4 separate regions of the Mus musculus genome follow, and all the other regions are linked to region 2. Evidence: chromatin contacts called from public promoter capture Hi-C data. All regions are on one chromosome and are shown on one strand. Each heading gives the region's core, a stretch centred on a gene start, on an enhancer-like site or on the middle of the called end of the contact. The rest is flanking DNA. Distances are from core to core; before and after follow the strand shown. Region 1 has its middle 59 kb from the start of Hs3st3b1. Region 2 holds the start of Elac2 (elaC ribonuclease Z 2). Region 3 overlaps Hs3st3b1 (heparan sulfate (glucosamine) 3-O-sulfotransferase 3B1). Region 4 has its middle 130 kb from the start of Hs3st3b1.

The links. Promoter capture Hi-C pulls out the DNA fragments that hold promoters and counts their contacts.
Region 1: a contact with region 2 is called in a promoter capture Hi-C map of liver, with 3 times the contacts expected there. The contact joins the enhancer-like site here to the promoter of Elac2 in region 2. A contact is called at or near these places in 4 of 39 promoter capture datasets (hippocampal neurons, liver, second pharyngeal arch cranial neural crest and 1 more), 1 of 115 datasets of contacts at active chromatin or transcription factors (embryonic stem cells) and 1 of 9 other capture datasets (macrophages).
Region 3: a promoter capture Hi-C map of pre-B cells shows a contact between it and region 2. The contact joins the enhancer-like site here to the promoter of Elac2 in region 2. A contact is called at or near these places in 13 of 39 promoter capture datasets (the 3T3-L1 cell line, the C10 cell line, cranial neural crest and 8 more), 18 of 484 Hi-C or Micro-C datasets (B cells, CD4 T cells, CD8 T cells and 14 more), 6 of 115 datasets of contacts at active chromatin or transcription factors (bone marrow-derived macrophages, cardiomyocytes, differentiating embryonic stem cells and 3 more) and 3 of 9 other capture datasets (adipose tissue, embryonic stem cells and macrophages).
Region 4: a contact with region 2 is called in a promoter capture Hi-C map of liver, with 2.9 times the contacts expected there. The contact joins the enhancer-like site here to the promoter of Elac2 in region 2. A contact is called at or near these places in 10 of 39 promoter capture datasets (the 3T3-L1 cell line, 3T3-L1-derived adipocytes, cranial neural crest and 7 more), 2 of 484 Hi-C or Micro-C datasets (the N1E-115 cell line and nephron progenitors), 2 of 115 datasets of contacts at active chromatin or transcription factors (astrocytes and stem cell-derived neural progenitor cells) and 3 of 9 other capture datasets (embryonic stem cells, liver and macrophages).

Annotation. Positions count from the first base shown.
Region 1 is chr11:63,861,655-63,864,427 of GRCm38.p6, reverse strand. No RefSeq gene overlaps it. Among named protein-coding and RNA genes, the nearest start is that of Hs3st3b1, 59 kb to the left of the region's middle. Within about 2 kb of position 1,502, at least 40 of the 459 cell types and tissues checked have an H3K27ac peak or open chromatin away from gene starts, as enhancers often do. A contact at or near this core is called in liver, where this site is marked.
Region 2 is chr11:64,977,652-64,980,351 of GRCm38.p6, reverse strand. Elac2 (elaC ribonuclease Z 2) reads right to left here and starts at 1,317. Exons shown (of 24, transcript NM_001362983.1): 1 at 1,021-1,317; 2 at 584-634; 3 at 375-445. The coding sequence starts at 1,241.
Region 3 is chr11:63,905,529-63,908,228 of GRCm38.p6, reverse strand. All of the region lies in intron 1 of Hs3st3b1 (heparan sulfate (glucosamine) 3-O-sulfotransferase 3B1), which reads left to right. Among named protein-coding and RNA genes, the nearest start is that of Hs3st3b1, 15 kb to the left of the region's middle. Within about 2 kb of position 1,323, at least 92 of the 459 cell types and tissues checked have an H3K27ac peak or open chromatin away from gene starts, as enhancers often do. A contact at or near this core is called in B cells, the CH12 cell line, adipose tissue and 6 more, where this site is marked.
Region 4 is chr11:63,787,936-63,790,754 of GRCm38.p6, reverse strand. No RefSeq gene overlaps it. Among named protein-coding and RNA genes, the nearest start is that of Hs3st3b1, 130 kb to the left of the region's middle. Within about 2 kb of position 1,289, at least 14 of the 459 cell types and tissues checked have an H3K27ac peak or open chromatin away from gene starts, as enhancers often do. A contact at or near this core is called in the N1E-115 cell line and second pharyngeal arch cranial neural crest, where this site is marked.

The DNA of each region.
Region 1 (2,773 bases), core at 253-2,752, 1.1 Mb after region 2:
TTTATAGATATATCACATATAGCTATATTGAGATCCTATGTGGATATAGAAGCATACATAAATGCTTTTGTTAATCACTTTCTGAGCATTACAGCAGTTTTCATGGCAATTTTGAGAGCTGAATGCCATTCAGTGACAGTATATGCCATAGTATGTGTTCCAATCCAATTCTATGAAGGAAGGTAAATTTCAGATGTTAGGTTTCAAACCTGGGACAAAAGGCTGAGGTGTCTATTTAACACGTCAAAGCAGACATGGCCACCAGGTTCTCCTTGCATCCCTCAGTCCCCACCTGTTAGAGGGTCCCCTACCCTAAGTGTCTCCAGCTCAGTGGTCTAGGCTGCTCTTCCTCTACAATCCCGGCATGGTGGCTCTCTCCTCTCTTGGTACTTTTGGGTCTCCTGGCTGCTGCACCTGGTTCCCTCTCCCTTCTCTCCCCACATGGTTCAGGGTCATGTCCACCCACGCGACTGACCCACATGTCCCTGCCTCTGGCTATGCTCTCCCTCCCACGTGTCTGCAATAAACGTTCTCCTTCACTAAACCTAGGACCAATTATGCTTCCTTTTCTTGTTCTCTCTCTCCCTCTCCCTCTCCCCCCCCTCCCCTCTTCATCCAGCCTTCAGGTTTGTGTAGCTGTGATCAGAACTGGGAATTTTGAGTCATATAAGTCAAAGTACTAAATAATTGTTTGGTATAGACTTATAAATTGTAAATTTCTGGGTCAAGGGAATAAACACTTTTAAGGCTTTTAATTAATGTCATCCAATTACTTGTCGGGAAATGTAAAGTGTGAATAAGAATTTAAAAACATAGATCCTGGCGTGGAATTACATGTGTATAGTGCTGAAGTAGGAGGCATTAGAAAGCTCGACCGCAGCTTGGGCTGTGGCGTGAGAACTGGTCAACAAACTAACCAGCCAACCCTCAAATACTCAAGCTTCTGCATCATATTACTTTATTTGTTTTGTCAAAAAAAAAATCAATCAGGGAGCCAGTGAGATGGCTCAGCAGGTACAGGAGCTTGCGGCTAAGCCTGGGGATATGAGTTCAATTCCTGCATCCCACATGGTAGAGGGAGAGAAGTGACTCTCTGACAGTTGTCATCCTGACCCACACATCAGTAAATAAAAGATTTAAAAAAATGAATTGGCATAAACTCGCAGCTGTTACATGTTTTCATTTTCATTACTGAGAAGAGAGGGTGAGGAAGAAAGAAAGAAAGAAATCAAGGAAGGAAGGAAGGAAGGAAGGAAGGAAGGAAGGAAGGAAGAAAGAAAGAAAGAAAGAAAGAAAGAAAGAAAGAAAGAAAGAAAGAAAGAAAGAAAGGAAGGAAGGAAGAAAGGAAGAAAGGCAGGAAGGAGTAATAAGTGCAAAAGCACTCGTCTGAACTACACAGACATTTTTAACACATTCAGTTTAAACTAAATGACACTGCACTTTCCAAGTGTTTGCTTTTGATGGTTTTCTTGCCAAGTCCATACTTCTTACTGGGCTCCAGTCATTGGCTTTGATCCCTGTTTGTGACTCATGTACCTTTGTGGTTTGTTGTCACCCAGGGCCCATCCTCCAATGTTTGCAATTTACCTTTGGTATAGGCAGGGTTTTTTTTTTCCCCTTGATTTTCTTTCTTTCTTTCTTTCTTTCTTTCTTTCTTTCTTTCTTTCTTTCTTTCTTTCTTCCTTCCTTCCTTCCTTTCTTTCTTTCTTTCTTTCTTTCTTTCTTTCTTTCTTTCTTTCTTAAAGCCAGAATCTGAGTTGGTAGGATACTGGAGAGAACCCACAAAGCTTTTTCTTTGAAGACCTAGTATAATAACTAAGGCCTGGATGGAGACCTTAGAGAAGGATTTGTTGTTTTGTAAGCAAAATGTTAAGAATGTGTTTTCAAAACAGAATGTTTAAAAAGGGGGAGAAGGCAGTCGTGGTTCCTCTTTCCTTGTGGCAGATCTGAAGTAGAAGAAAGAAGTCCTTGAACCTATACTCTCCCCATCTATTTACTGACTCTATCAGGCTGCCCCGGGGCCCCTGGGAGCCCAGGTCAAATGGCCAATCAATCCAAGTTAAACAAGTTATTTGCTTCAAGAAGAAACAAAGAGAAGCAACCTTTCTTTCTAACCACCCAGCTGAGCCAATGAAACTGCTCGCCCTCTTCCCTCCCCCTTCCTTTCCCTTGTTTGCTGTAGTGTTGACAGTCAGCTCAGTGCAGCAGGACAGGAACAGAGTGGTGACTTCAACAGAAAGAACAGGATAATGCTTGAAAGCAACAGACACTGGGGTCAAAGGCCAAAGGACCAGACCAAGATCAAGGGATATAGATAACTAGGGTCAGTGCCTACCCTAACCCCTGGTCACCAGGAGGGTGGCAGGGACCAGGAAGCTGCACAGCACACTGTGGGTCACAGTCACCCAGTCAGGGTTGCTGGAACTGCTGGGGCAGAAGCTTACCCAACCCAGCAGAAGATCCTCCAGGGATTCTCTTCGGAGATCCTGGAGGTGCAGAAACTGGATATAGTTGACCAGTATAAGTTGAGGAAGCTGGAATCCCAGCGCTTGATGAAAACAGTGCCCTGTCACTGCTCTGGAAAACAGAGCTTTACTGTATCTTGCCTGGGCTAGTCTGTCTTTGGGACAGCTGGAATCTCCTGAAGAGAAGGCACAAGCTGTGAAAGCAGGCTCTTCATTCGAAAGATCCTTGCTCAGCCATGTTTAATAGGAACCAGAGAAAGAAATGAAGATAAAGAAAGAGGCAGCTTTTGATGTGCACTTCTTGAGGT
Region 2 (2,700 bases), core at 68-2,567:
AGCAGGGTCTGCTATGCAAGGGGGAGGAGGGCACAGTCCACTACCTCATTCTCTCCTCTGCCCATACTACTATGCTTTCAAAATCTGGCAGCCACACAGTCTGGATGACAGTATGTGTCTGAATCCAGCTGCAGAGTCTGATCAGCACCCACCACAGCACTCTGTTGTTAAATCTGTGGTCCAGGTGGAGGTTGTAACCATATCAAGGCCTACTTTTCCGAGTCTAGGTTTTCACACCCCCTACTCAAGCTGACTAAGCTAGTGTACCAGGAATTCTATCTCCCCTGGGCTAGGAAGATGAACAAATGAGCTGCAAGCCATGTTAAGCCCCCAGAAACTTCCCACCGGCCCCTGACCTCCAAACACATACTCACCACACAACCCCCCAACATTTGACCAATGCATCCGAGTCAGAAAGATGTTGTCCAAGCGAGCGACTTTCAGTCTAAGAAAAAAACATACATTTCAGCCAGATGAAACAAAGACGACCAGAGACCGTGTCTGCTGAGAAGTCTCATCTGCCTCTCACCTCAGCTTTCAAGCCCATAATCATCTCCACCCCAGAAGCCAGGAGTTGACTCACTTGTGTTCCTGCATAAGTCGTTGGACGCCTTCTCCGCAGTTAAAAAGGTACCTACAGGAGGAACATTACTGTACTTACAAGTATACTCTGTAAAATGCTTTACTGTAGATACAGCGACATAAATGACAGGGTTCTCATACTGCCTAGTAGGTTTTGAGCCCTCTTTGGTTAGTGACGGAAGAGTGTAGTTTGGTATAGATCAATGGGGAGTGATGTCTTTCCCCATCGACTTATGAAACCGGTCTAGCCCACACACTCACGGTGAGGCCCCCGCTTTGGGATGGTGATGGTGAGAGTCGGGGCACGGGAAGTTTTGCCCGGATACCTGAAAGCCATGCTGACTAAGGGAGGTAAGGGATATATACAGGATTGGACAGGAGGCCTCCCGAGCACGTGGCGCTGGGGCCAATCCCCCAGGGCTGTCGGCCCACTCTGACCTGTTGTATTCCGAGAAGACATAGAGAGCAGCCCCCGCGTCCCGGCCGCCCGCCGCCACCACCTGCAGGTACACGGTGTTCGGGCCCCCGGGACCCGGGCCGCGCTTCTCCCGCGTACGCAGGTGTCGCAGTGGGTCTTTGGATGGCCGCGGCCGACGAGCCGAACCCTGCGACATGGTGCGCAGGCCAAGGGGACGCAACAGTGAGCGGAGCGCCCACATGCACCCGACCACACCAGGCTGACAAGGCAGCCAGACCCCTCACGCCGCCACAAGCACCGCCCCTCCACCGCATGGCGGAACTGACCAATCAGCGCGCCGCCGCGCTAGCTGCCCGCCCATCCAAAGCTCCGCATCCAATCGTAACGAGCCTTGGAGCTCGGAGTCTGTCAATCAAGGTGGACGTAGAGTAAGCGAAAGCTAGAGCGTCGCCGGAGGCCCCGCCCCCCTCACCGGTTCCGGCTTTCCCTGTTGACGTTTTCCGGTTACTGTCACTTGGCGGAAGCGGGACTTCTGAGAGTGCAAGTACTCGAAAGGCATTACTGGGAAAGGACTGAGTCTTTTTCAGGTTCATCGTCTTCTGTCAGGAGCTCTGCCCTTCGACAAAAGTATTCCAAGTTTGCATTGTTCTTGCTTATGATGATGGTGACGATCTCATGGGAGATAGATCTGGCTAATTTGATTTCCACCATAAGAACACATTTCAGATGATATTCTTTGTTTTGGCGTGAGAATAGAGATGAAAAGACTAAGTAAACTTCGTAGTGTTGCGTCTTATTGCTGTTATGAGCCGGTCCTCTCTGCCTTGCATTCCTTACTTCAAGACGGAAATAGTTTAACAGTGCTTATCTTTGGGAGATATTTAGAATTAACATGGCTGTGGGGACCTCGAAAGTCGACTTAGGACACCCCAAGACCAAGTTCTCAGAACAAAGGAGATTTATTTTCCCCAGAGAGACAAAAGGCAGTGAATAAGAGACAAAGAAAGAAGATAGAGACTAGGACGAAGAGAAAAGGGTCAAGAGAGAGGAGAGAGGAGTATTTGCACCCGAAACACGAAGGGCTGCCTCTGGATAGGGAGGAGACCGACCCATAGGCAAATAACAGTTCATAAAGGTTAAAAAAAAAATCCGATGTTAGGATAAGTTGGTTTGTTTTGATTGTGTATATTAATTACATAAGCCAAAGGGGGCTTTTCAAGGGGCTGGACTTCAGTGCTTTGTTAGCTGGACCTTAGTGGTCAGCCTCAAGAGGAGAAAATGGTCAAATAAGGGAATAGACCTTGGTGTCTAGCTTTATGGATGTAATCTAATGATTTTTAGCAAGATGGAGGGTATGGCGGTGAAGCCAAGGCCTGCCAGAGTCGTATTTGGCATGCTTGGTTGGCTAAAGGCCCTTTGATGGTCGGTGCTTTGAGTGGCACTAAAGAGATACGCAGAATAAATAATAGAAATTTATGGAGAAGAAAATGTTGCCACCTGCAGGAAATGTATTTAAACAAGTATTCAGGGAGACTGTCAGATGTCTGAGGCTGGACTGTCAGGTGGCTCTGAGGCTGGAGCTGGACAATCAAGATAGTGAGTTGGAGGTGAACCTGGGGCTACATGAGACCCTTTCCCAACTTGGGTGGATGGGCAGGAAGACACACACACTTTTTTTTTTTTTTAATGCTGAGACCAAA
Region 3 (2,700 bases), core at 74-2,573, 1.1 Mb after region 2:
CAGTTTTCAGCAAGGACTGCTTTTGCTGGTGAGCAGAAAAGATGGCGCCTAGAATCAAAGGCCATTGCTAGAGCGCCTTCATGATGAGGGAGAGGGTATACATCCTCAAAGTGACTGCTGGTTGTTGGGGTGGAGTCTGTCATTAAAGGAAAGCCCTGTAATTAGAAATTCTACTTCCAAGAGAGACCTGCAGCTGGAGCAGCTGCAGACTCTCCACACAGCATTCCTGGGTGCTGAAGAGGGGGATGCTGGAGCCAGGGTACCCATTCGGCAGTCAATGGGTGGGCCTGTAGGTAGCCATCTGTCTGAGGATGTGGTCAACCCCCTCCCCGTTCCAGGGGCCAGGGATGAGGGCTATATGGCCGATTCTATCCTCATTGGCTCCTTATTTCCAACCAACCCCACCCTTTTGGTTGGTTCTTTCTTTCTTTCTCTCTTTCTTTCTTTCTCTCTTTCTTTCTTTCTCTCTTTCTTTCTTTCTTTCTTTCTTTCTTTCTTTCTTTCTTTCTTTCTTTCTTTCTTTCTTTCTTTCTGATCTCAACACATTTCATTTTTGTTTCCCTCAATGTCAAACTTCTTCCTGAGCATTGAACCCGGGTCCTTGTACATGCTAGCCAAGTATACTGTAGGCATGAGCCATCAACCTCAGGCCTCAGTTGCCAAACGTCATTAAGATGGTCAACTCTAGCAAAGACGGTGTAGTGCACACCTAAACTCCCAGCACTTGGCAAGCAAGCAGGAGGATCTCGGCTTGAGGCTACTTAGTACAACCTCTATCTCAAAACACAGCAGCAACAACAAAACACCCTCTTCATTCTTTTGCACAGTGTAAACTGTGTTGCTGTGCCCTTTTATCTGACCACCAAAGGAGAGGCTGGGTCAGGGGATAAGAAATTATAGAGACCTAGCCAGTGGCTGGGGTCCCCCCCCCCTTCCCATCACTGACTCAACAGACAAATCCACTGTCTGGTTTATAGCTAGGCTAATTTAATTTTCAGCTCAGAGGCCACCCCCCTGCCCATTTGGTGGTAATCTCAGATGGTTAATGAGCTAGAAGGAGAGCCAGCCTATGGGATGGCCTTTCACTCCTTGCCTCAGTGACTTAGCAGGCCTGATTTATTAGCCGTTTGTTCCTGGTGTGAGTGGGCCCAGGCAGTCTGACACAGCTTCCTGACTCTCCCCTCTTCTAAAGACCCACTGAGCTCTGGCTTCTGGCCTTAGCTTTTGGACCTCTCTCTTCCTTTCACAGCTGGGGTTGAGTGGAAGGGAGGAGAGCCTAGGACACAGAGAGCCTCAGGCCACCTCCTCTGCCCAGCCAGCCTGCCTGGCCTGTGAAACTCCTCCAGCTCTTTATTTCGGAAGCATTTGTCCCCAGCCAAGCCAGCATTGAGCAATTCTGGCCTGAAATTCGGTCTCAACATTTGGGCAAGTGCTTTCCTTCTGTAGGACTGCGATACACTTGAGAAAAGACTGAAAGCCTGCTCTGTAAAGTGGGCTCGTCGGAGCTGGGGAAGGCAAAGAAGTGGGCTTTTAGCTTTGTGACTACTGACTTTAGAGACGGTTTCACTTCTGCTTCCTAAATTAATCTGCTTCCCTCACACACAATGGTTCGTTATGCCATCACACGCTTTGTGTCAACCAACATCTGAGTACACTTATCACCTGGATGGTATCTGGGACCCTCTGAGGCCTTGTGGGACTCTAGTTACATAGGTAGCTTGTTAATAACCAACCCCTGTTGTACGTCCATACCACCTCATATATGTGGTTCATATCAAATTTGAAACCAGACCTTTTCAGGTTTGACTGGCAGGCAGGGAGGACAGAGACCGAACTCTTTCCAAAGGAGGTTGGTGATAATGGATGGGTCAGAGAGCAATGGTGATGATATTTGCACATGTTGATCCCATAGGCTGGCTTCCCTTCTAGCTCCTTAACCATCTGAGATTACCACCACGTGGGGGTGGGCGGTGGGGATGGCCCATCTGAGAACCATAGCCTCGGGATGGACATGACCCTAGAAATTCAGCTGTCTAGAGTCTGCGTTCCTGCTTCCCTATTGCCCTATATAAATCTTGGGGTCCAGAGGCTTCTCCTCCCTAAGCTACTTTGCCCCCTCCTTTTAATGTAAAGCACCAGAGGGTCCCCTTGTGTCTCCATCCTTTGCTTGCTCCATCTGCAGGGCTCCGTGGTAACATGGCTGACGTAGGGCAAGGCTGCCTCTTCCTTACCAGAGGCAAGCTGCTGTGGTTCTGTAGCGGGGACTTTGAGCATCGTGCAGGTCGGTGTCCTGGAGGTTTGGCTGAACCGCTTAGACCCCACCCTTTCAAAGTTTAATGAAAGACAATGAACGGCCTCAACCTCACAGCCAATATCGGAGAATGAGCTGAACCCATGGGCCCCATGGGATGGGATCAGAAAACCCAGACGATACCATCATCTCTGTCCACTCTGGCCTGTTAGCACCTTGAGCAGGCTCGTGGCCAGCTGGTGGGCTGGCATCGGGAGCTCTTACCCTGTGTCTGTGCACTCCTGAAGCTGAGGGCCAGCTTCCACTTATTTGCTGCACAGAGGACTCTTAGCTTTCTCAGGGTCTGTGACTCCTAAACACTGAGGTACTGTCCCGTGGCACGGGATTCCGTTGCTATTGTTTGTTTCTTTGCATTTTTTGCTCCCTGCCCAGCGCCACCCCCAACTCCA
Region 4 (2,819 bases), core at 40-2,539, 1.2 Mb after region 2:
TGTAATCCTCCTGCCGCAGCCTCCGGGATTGCAGGTGTTCTCCACCACACCCAGTCTTTTCTGAAATTCTTATCTTCTGTACCTGTCTATTCTCCAAGGGCCGAGGTGAGTGAATTCTCTTCACGGAACCGTCACTGTTTATATTCATGCGATTATATCTTAAAATTAGTGTTTGCTTCTAACTTGTTCAGTCGCTTCAGATCTTGAAAACTTTAGAGTGACGCCTCCCCCTTCCCCTTTTTTCTTTCCCATTGTTCTTTGACTGAAAAGCAAAGCAAAAGAAAAGAAGAACAACACAGAAGAACTTCCCTAGGGCAAAGGAGTTTATATTAGGTCATTTCTAAAAACCTTAAATTATCCTTACCAAAGTCAAGGACCTTCCATAGGATCTGACCAGAAGGCAACAGGGTTACTATAACTTCCTGTAAAATGAGACATGCTGAATCAAGGTTTTTATGTTGGACTTGTAAAAAAAAAAAAATTACACTGTTCGAAATGAATCAAGTCCAAAGTCTGTTAGACTCAAAAATGAAGAATGTAAGGAAAGAAGTTATAGTATTTGCACGAGCTTGTTGATATCAGGTCTGTCACAATGCCAAGATGTTTTCAGTCCTCCGCTGGGGGACTGTTTATCAAACTCACAAAGATTGTCTGCACAAGAGCCCAGAAAACTCCACCCTGGATCGACTCCTATCAAGGCATCTGAGGCTTAGTCACCAGCGTTCCTCTCAGAGCATCATCCCCAAGCACAAAGGGAAAACCTCTAATAGCCAAGCTTCCTTCTTAATAATCCAATTTGGATCAATTGACCATAACATCATCCAGAGCGCGCTGTAACCCAGTAATGCTCAGCTCATGCAGGCTCCCAGGATAATGAAGTCCATATGGCTGGAGGTGACTGAGTCCACCTTGCTATGTTTAGAGGAATTCAAACTCCTGCTATTCTGGCAGGGCAGGTGTCTTTTGGCCTTTAACTACCCTCCAGGGACAAGCGCCTGGGTTCCCTGCATACTGTACACTTCCTCCAGTATTCTTTGTCACCAAGCAGAGCTTCCCCAGCTGGGCAGAAGCCTCACTCCTCTCTGAGTCGCTGAACAACTGAACAGAGGCCTGGTTGCATTTCTGTACACTATGGAAGCATCGCTCTGGACCCAGAGGAAACAGTACAGAAGGGCACAGGGTGTGCACCAAGCTTTTGTGTTTGGTGTCTGCTTTATGCTTTACTGGCCTTGAGCAAGTCAGCTGAATCTTTACACTCTTAGCTTCTCATCTGCCCAGATCGCTTCTGAGACACTACCAGTGAACAGCGTGGGAGAGTGTTTTGAGAATGTAATAAGCTACAGCTAAGCATTGTGGGTATTTTTGTCCTTTGCTGGAGGTGGTTTCTGGATCTTCTTCCCATAGAAGTCTAAAGAGTTGCAGGGTTAAAGCTGTTTGTTTTCGCTTTCATGCCCACTGCATCTTGGAGGGACCCTGCTTCTTCCCTCTTCTTGGTGGCACTCGCTCTCTGTCCCTCTCTCCCCTTGAAACTCTTTCCATTAGAGGGCAGGATGGAGTAGTGCCTGAGAGCTCTGTTTTATGGCCCAGAGGGGATGTATTCAATGCTGCCATAGACAACGTTGAGCCACAGAGGTTAGATCCACACCATGAAGGTAGATCCTGAGGCTGGGAAATAGTTAAAAGGGATTCCACGGGACATTATCAGAGGAGTACAGCAACAAGGTCTGATGGAGACGGCTGCCTGGACAAGATGGGCACAGGGTCATGCATGGGTATAGTGACGATCAAATTATTTCTTCTTAAGACAACATCTTCCTGTTTAGCAGTGGCAAGCCTTGAGCTCTCAATCTCCTTAACTACCTGTCTCAGTTTCCTGACTGCTAGGATTTTAGGTATGCACTACCACACTAGGCTTGTTGAAGTGCATGTAGGCAGGGCGGGGAGAGAAAAAGAGATCATGCAGTCCACCCAGGCTGGCCTTGAGCTCACTCTGTAGCTAAAAATGAACTTGAACTCTCTATTCTCCTGTCTTCGTCTTCCAAGTGCTGTGGTTACAAGAGTACATCACCACACCTGGCTATCAGCTTGTTCAATTCTTGACAACAAGATTTCCTTCCTTATGAAGTTGTATTTGAAAATTATTTTTAAGATATTTTATGTGCAAGCCCTGATTATGACCATATAAAGTTAGTATTAGGATGCCCCCATTTCACAGATAAGGAGATTGAGGTACAGAGGGATGAAAGGACTTCCCAACATTCCCTGTTGGTGTAACTAGGACCTCAACATGCCTTCTCTGATTCCACAGTCTTCAGAGTTGATCAAAGGGAGAGAAGCCCCAGGTTTTTGGTAGTGATGTAATCGCAAGCTCCTAACATTAAGCTCCTCACGTAGCTTCTAACCTTTGAGAAAAAATGCCCAGACTCGCATCACAGAGGGGAAGTAGGCTTAGCAACTAGAGATCTTGGTTAGGCACTGCTAAATACAGACCAGCTTCTCTAACACATGATTTGACCAATTCCTTAGGAGAGTTCCTTAGGAGGTGAAAGCTTTCTGTAGTATTCCGGAGACAAGTTTTCTTGTATGTCCTGTGTTGCCACACAGGGTTTGGAGTGCGTATCTTTGCTCTCTTCATGAAATGGGGGGAGGAGTTCTTTGGTCTAATCGCTGAGTATACAGCTTGATATTTCTAGCTTGATAGTGAACTTCTCCTCTGCCTTCCCCAGTTCCTTCCCTGAATCCTTCTGCAGTTCTGTGAGATGAACCCTGATTTTTCCGGTTAGTGTTGGTCTCTGACACAATCTAAGTTCCCATGTGCT